Regions from separate parts of the Mus musculus genome. Here region 1 is linked to region 2. A link is a contact called in public Hi-C data. All regions are on one chromosome and are shown on one strand. Each heading gives the region's core, a stretch centred on a gene start, on an enhancer-like site or on the middle of the called end of the contact. The rest is flanking DNA. Distances are from core to core; before and after follow the strand shown. Region 1 overlaps Wdfy2 (WD repeat and FYVE domain containing 2). Region 2 overlaps Ints6 (integrator complex subunit 6).

Region 1 (3,381 bases), core at 582-3,081, 140 kb after region 2:
TCCTGCCTCTACTTCCTGAGTGCAGGGATTACAGCTGTATGCCATTTACTTATTTGTTTTTATTTTTTACCACACATACCCACCTGCAGTTTTAAGTGTATGTTTTAGGTGACTTTACATAGATAACCAGCATTGTAAAGGCAGCAGCACCATTTCCTTCCGGAACATTTTCATCATCAGAAAGAACCTGAGAGCAGTTGGCTCCACGTGCAGATCTGGGGCACTGACAGCCAGGACACTCTGAGTCGATTTTCTTGCTGCGCAGTGTTCCATGAAGCTCCTCTGGAGCCTTCATTCCATGCCTGCCACTGTCCCAGGTAACAGGAATATACTGGCATGATAAAACAGACCATTCTCCTGACTGGGTGGAACCAGGGACAATATTTAAATATAGACCTTTCCTCCCTTCATGATGTCAGAGCTTTCCCTCTGGGCGGTGCTGATAAGCACAAGTGGCTCTCTTAGGGCCAAGGTTTCCACTCTTTCTTTTGCTGTGAGGGTTCCTGAGAGGACAGATGACACGGCTAATATCCAGGACTCTGCCGGCCTCTGATCCCTGTCACAGCACTCCTGCTCCTCACTGTATCAAAATACGTTTATTTCCTCTTTATTTTTTGTTTTTCTTTTCCTTTTATATATTCACTTAACCTTTTGAAAGCAAGTTCCCTGTGTTAAATACTGTATGTGGTAAAAATATCAGTATTATAACATGTAAATCCAGACATATATTTAAGAATTAAATATAAAAATACTCAAGAAAAATTTGCAGAGTTGTCAGAGGGCTCCTTGTCTGCCAGGTGGACAGCCTTGCTGATCAGTGCTGGCAGCTGATACCATGTCCTCACGGAGACTTGTGCAAGGTGCAGGGTGATCCTGGAGCTTCACTTTGCCTGAGGAGCCCCAAAGGCCTCAAATGGGGGTTCTTCAAAGAGAAGTAATATGCAGAAACACCACAAGTAGGAGGGTGTCCCAGAAGCCAGAAGCCCAAAGCAGTGAGGGTCACACCCACCACTAAAGTCAGATCACAGCTTGAAGGAACAGACCACATAAAGGCTAGATCACAGCACAGGGGCAGTTTGTAGACGTGGCTACTGCTTACTACCACGGCTACTCAGTAAAGCCCACGAGGCTTCCTCCAGGGCCCTGACTGACATCCAGGACTCTGGCCAGAGAACCTGCTTCTGTGTTCTAGTACTTGCTCACATTAAAACAGCACACAGTAGAAACAGGAAAAAAAAATCTACTTACGATATTGCCCAAAAACTGGAGCTAGAAAAAGTCTTAGCCTGTATCTACTTGTCCACAGCACCATTCCAGTTTACAGTCAGGGTGGCAGGGAAACTCAGCAGCACTGGGCATGCTCACAGTGACCCAGTTAGCAGAGCTGGACCAAGGGTTTATTCCTACTCCCATCATGGCACTTCCTGTAGGAACCCTAAACCTCATTGCATGAGTGCGGTTGTCTTCCTCGTGTGTGCACTTGTCATATGGGTCCCCTTATCTTCATTTTTAGGGTCTGTTTTATCCATTTAAAAGTACTTTCAAAGCTGACAACCATGCCACTTGCATGTGTTTTTTTGTAACCAACGTAAACTGTTAAGCTTCTCCCAGAACCTTTTTACTTTGGAGGAAGAGAGACATGCCTCAGGTGGTTAAAATGCCCAGGGGAGGTGGCTGTCATGTGTACACCTCCCTGGCTCCTGTGTGACTTCAAAGGCTGATAATGTTTGCTGAGCAGTAAGTAATTCCACTCAAGCCGGGGATGCCTGCTGGGCTGTAGCGCACTACATGTTTTCTTCAGCCACCAACAGATGGGGCCCGTGAGAGAGAGTTGCTGCATCTGAGAACATTCCGGTGTCTGTGAGTCAGCAAAGCTGTGTGTGAATCTTTTATAGTAAGCTTCTTGATTAGAAGCATTGAACTGTGTGGAAGAAGGGACCAGGGACTGAGTGGCACCAACTTGAACTGCCTTTATGCTCTGGAAGCTTCTGGGCACCAAAAATATATTGGGCATTGATGAAGATCGGATTTAGTTTATTTGCTGTGTGAGCTGAATGTGCCCTTAGGAATGGCATGGTGGTCAGAAATCTACTAAGCAAAGAGAGAGCTTTCTTCTTTAATCTTTCACCTACACTTTCTCAGAATCTCTGTAGTTGTCCTTTTCATTTGAAACATTTTGTATCCCTTAAACAAATTACTATAAAAACTACCAGAAGGCATTGCCTGACATCCCATTGCTTAAACTTTCCCTACTAGCAGATTGCTAGGGGGAGGTTCCTGGCCCGAGTATTGCTGCTGCAGTGACTAATCTATTGGAGAGGCATTCCCTAGAAATCCAGATCTACCACACACAATGGAATTTGTTCTCTACCCCTCACCCCAAGTTACTTCAGTGATACAAAAACAATTGTCCTCAGGGAAATGAGGCTCGTTGCCATGGTAACTAATGAAGGTTGCTTCATTCTCAGGCACATTTTTTAAAGCCTAGATTTCAACATGGATAGACCATTTTTTTCCAGTAGCTTAGCAACCTGTGGTACAATGTTTGTTGACACCCTTAGCCCTCCTTTTTCCTCCTCAGGAAAAAAAAAAAAGAGCTCTGAAGATAGTATTTCATTGTGTGGTTACTGTGAATTTGGCGTAGTTCTTAAGCATGTTGTTGACAGTGCCCTGACTTTCTAGATCTCAAATCAGGGCACATTCTGTGTGCTCTTCAGTGACCTACCCTGTGGTTTTCTTCCATACCCCTTGGCTAGGTGAACAGTTGATGCTATTCAGGGGGCCGCACAGCAGCCTTCTCTTTCTTACTTACTGATCTCAGCACTGTTCAGCCCAGCTCACACCTCACAATGAATACCAGGTAGGTGGACAGCCCAGATTGAACTGTCCAAGGTAAACACTGCCTTCCATAGAAATATCACTTACTAGTGAAAAGCGCCACTGCTCACAGATACCCACAGCCAGCCAGCATCCAGGGCTGATGAAACACTTCCCAACTGCTAAAAACCAACACCATCCTTGTGGTTTCAGACCCTTGGCTTGCTCTCTCCCTACCCCTCTTCCTCACCCTCTTGCTCTGTTAGATTGGGATTGATCAAGGCAACATGGAAATAAAAGGAAGAGTAAACCAACCTCAGCAGAACAGATGAAGAGCGCCGGTCTCTCCGTGGTAGTGGGGTCTATGGCTCAGGTACAGGGGCTTGCGGCTTTATAGGACAGAAGGGGGAACTTTTGCGGGGGAAGTTTTATCAGTGGATGTGTCCCTTATAGGTCCAAGGCTAAATGGGTTCAGCAGATGTCCTGGATGTTGGCTGTCTTCTCAGGCAGGTGCTCCTATCCCTGTGTGGAGTCCTTCTCTGCTGTCTCAAGTTCCTTGTTTTA
Region 2 (3,531 bases), core at 695-3,194:
CCAGGAAAGTATGCATGCACACAAACATAATGCTTAGATATTACTTTAAGAAATTTATTTATAGGACCCCTAGAAGTATGTTTTCTAAGGGCAAGAGTCTTACTTCCATCTTTGTTCCTGAAGTAGCTATAATATAGAGAGAGACCTATACATATGTACAGTGAATACCACAGTTCTGGTATAGCCAAATATACAGGGAAATAATGCTACACTAAAGCATAATTTAATAGCTCAAGTTTAAAGAATCCATTCTGGAAGGTAACCAAGTAGCAACTCCAGAAAGTCAATCATTAATTGTCATCAATTTTTGACAAACAGAATCATCAGGGTCATAGATACATATTTTTGAAATGACGCTAGTTACATAGCCATTCAAAAACCAATAAATATAGCATAGTAAAACTACCCAAATTCTAATATCCTTTAGATGTAATCAAAATTCTAAGGCAAGGAAAGTAATGGCAGATTAATTAATCAGTTACTCACCTCTCCTGGCAACTCACCTTCTCTACCCTCAACTTGAACAGCACACTCTAAGCAGTTAACTTTACTCTGACAAGAAGTCAGTGTTTTAAGACCATCCAAAAATTATTCTAAACCATATTAACAGATTAGAAAAACAATACTGTTATAGTCACATAAGCAGAATTCCAAACCTTGGAGAGGATCCCAAGTATGACAACTGTAAAGATCAAGAATTACTTATATCTTAGAATATCTAGGCTAGCGTTAAGTTAAAAACATTTTTTATTCTGTTTATTAAGGTATTTCCACATGCTTTTATGTAAAAAAAAAAAGTATCTATATAATTAGTTTGTGTTTTGAAATCTGACTGTTCATCTCATCAAAATCAATTGGAACATGTTTAACAAAATACAGACTTCTCCATTTCCAAGCTAAAGTAACAGATCCATAATAAGACCTGAGACCTGTATATTTTATAAACTTACTTCATGATTCTAATGCAGCTATGTAAAAGCTTAGCATAACAGTAAGAATAACAGCAGTCTATGTATGGAAGGCTACGAGCAGTGACAGAGATGTCTCTAGGTGAGACTTGGCCCACAAGACCAACACAGCACATGCTCTGAATAAAAACTATTTAGATGTACCTTACCACAAACAAAGGGCTGCCAGGCCACTTTCATTAGGCTAAGAAGCAACATTTCTATTAATTGTTTGTCTAGAAGCTTCTCTTAGGGGTTATTCTTATTACATATTGAAAATAGTTTACTATTTTCAGCAGTAATATATACGTGAACTGCTGAATATGCACTGTAAGGAATTGTGTCAAACTTTATAAATATGCATTTTCAAGAAACTATTAACTATAAGTACAAACAATAGAGGCAAAAATATAGATAGAAAAATAAAATATAGGTGATCTATATATATTGAAAAATTCTCTTAGGTGTTCTTACAAAACTGACTTAGTAGAAGTAACATACAAAGTATAAATCTAAATATTTCATCACAGAAAAGATATGACTCCTTAAAAGTTACCAGGTTCCATTAATGCCAATATGAAGACGTTACTACATACAGGATAACACAATACTCAGAAACCTATCACACCATGAAATTCCTCAAGATTTCTTTCACTCTTTTTTAAAACAAAGAATGTTGTCTGGCGTTCTAAGTATCCCAGAGAGTAGGGAACCCACTCTAAATGCATATTTAAGTCTTTATCTGTAAAATAGTTATAGTAACCTTTGACAAACATTTTTGTGTTCAGTGAATAAGAACATTTTGGGGAGTGAAGAAACAGTTTCTCAATCACTTCAGATATGAGAATCTATATTACTTTTGAATCATTAAGAAGGCAAATGTGTGATGACACACAACTGTCAAGTAAAGTAAAACCATCTTCAGTGTGTAGTGTATAGAATGATCCAGAAAAACACAAACTGCTGCTACCAAATCCAGAAACTCAAAGCTTGATGACCTTTTGTGCCAACTTTCAAAACTGATGAGTCAGACTATAAGAGCAACTGAACCCATAAGCTGAGACTGCTGACACTTTTCTATACAAGTGTCTTAAGTGAACATCTCTCCAGAAAGTTATAAAAGTAGTTATGGGTGGCAGCTGGAGAGATGGCTCTGGTTAAGAGCACTGACTGTTCTTCCAGAGGTTCTTAATTCAATTCCCAGCAACCACATCTGTAATGGGATCTGATGCTGTCTTCTGGTGTATCTGAAGACAGTGACAGTATATGTATAAAATAAATAAATCTTAAAAAGGGGGAGGGTGCTGAAGAGATGGCTTAGCGGTTAAGAGCACTAGCTGTTCTTCCAGAGGTCCTGAGTTCAATTCCCAGCAACCACATGGTAGCTCATAACCATCCATACCCTCTTCTGCCTTGAAGGCATACATGTAGGCAGAATACTGTATACAAAATAAAGTAATTAATTTGAAAAAGAAAATGTAATTGTCCAGCTTGGCCTTAAAAACCTAGCTAGTATTGCAGAGCCAATGGTTAATTTTGACAACAAATGCCTTCTCAAAAACATTACCTTCGTGGCAATCACAATACAAATATGCCAACAGATTCATCTATACATAGAAATATCAATATTTGAAATAGAATACTAGTGTTAGCACCTTTGGGAATGAACAAAATAATGGTTTCACTACAGTGAAGTGTTTCAGCAGAATTTTTTTCTGCTGCCTTACTGAACAATGCACTTGGTAATGTACTTCTGAAATAAGTTCAAAACACATTCCCACTGCAGCTCTGGACTCCAGAGAATCTTTGCAAAAAATAAAAAGAAACAAGTTTTCAGCAAAGCACGGTGATGGCTCACTTTCACTTCAGTTCAGGGAAGCTGAAGCTGAGAAGAGCTTCCCCAAATTTGAAGCCAGCCTAGGCTCCATGAGTTCAAGGTGAACTTGGCTTCAAAGAGAGACACTATCTCTAAAACTTAAGTAAATAAAACAACTCTAATTATAATTTGGTAATTTTATCAAAACATTTGAGACACAAAGAATGCTGATATGGTTAGCATTATAAGTATTTGGCCACATATTTATCAACATCATAAAATAAGAACTATAGAATCAAGAAAAATAGTGTCCTTTGTATTTCAGAATTCAAATCTATAAATAGCCCATTTCCCTTAAGTGAGAATACTGGAGACAATCAGTTTGACTAAATGGCTATATAACATACACACACAAACACACACAAAAGGCCAGAACAATGCTTCCAATCTAAAAGTCATCAAAGGTCCAGGACAATATTCATGTTACCTCAAGCAATAACTTAAGTTCTGTTTCATTTAATTAATTAATGTAAGATGATCACATATAGCACAAGATTTTCATCCACGGTACAAAACAGTCTTCTCTCCTACCTCAACATATTGCTAAGTGCACAGAGTGCAGAACAGTTTTATTATCCCTTTGACAAACACATTGCTAAAAAAAATTGGGCCTGAACATACTCAGGCCAAGGTATAATATGGCTCTAAATATTTCAACTAACTTTTTTCTATATTCAAAACAGTTGAACACTGGGCCGTTTTATAAAC

The links. A called contact is a pair of places that touch in the nucleus more often than the background predicts.
Region 1: a contact with region 2 is called in a Hi-C map of bone marrow-derived macrophages, with 2.5 times the contacts expected there. The contact joins two enhancer-like sites. A contact is called at or near these places in 1 of 15 datasets of contacts at CTCF or cohesin (CD8 T cells), 1 of 484 Hi-C or Micro-C datasets (bone marrow-derived macrophages) and 6 of 115 datasets of contacts at active chromatin or transcription factors (the SCID.adh cell line, effector CD8 T cells, embryonic fibroblasts and 3 more).

What each region holds. Positions count from the first base shown.
Region 1 is chr14:62,877,865-62,881,245 of GRCm38.p6, forward strand. The region is part of intron 1 of Wdfy2 (WD repeat and FYVE domain containing 2); the gene reads left to right. Among named protein-coding and RNA genes, the nearest start is that of Mir6541, 14 kb to the left of the region's middle. Within about 2 kb of position 1,832, at least 239 of the 459 cell types and tissues checked have an H3K27ac peak or open chromatin away from gene starts, as enhancers often do. A contact at or near this core is called in bone marrow-derived macrophages, where this site is marked.
Region 2 is chr14:62,736,142-62,739,672 of GRCm38.p6, forward strand. All of the region lies in intron 4 of Ints6 (integrator complex subunit 6), which reads right to left. Among named protein-coding and RNA genes, the nearest start is that of 4931440J10Rik, 23 kb to the right of the region's middle. Within about 2 kb of position 1,945, at least 5 of the 459 cell types and tissues checked have an H3K27ac peak or open chromatin away from gene starts, as enhancers often do. A contact at or near this core is called in bone marrow-derived macrophages, where this site is marked.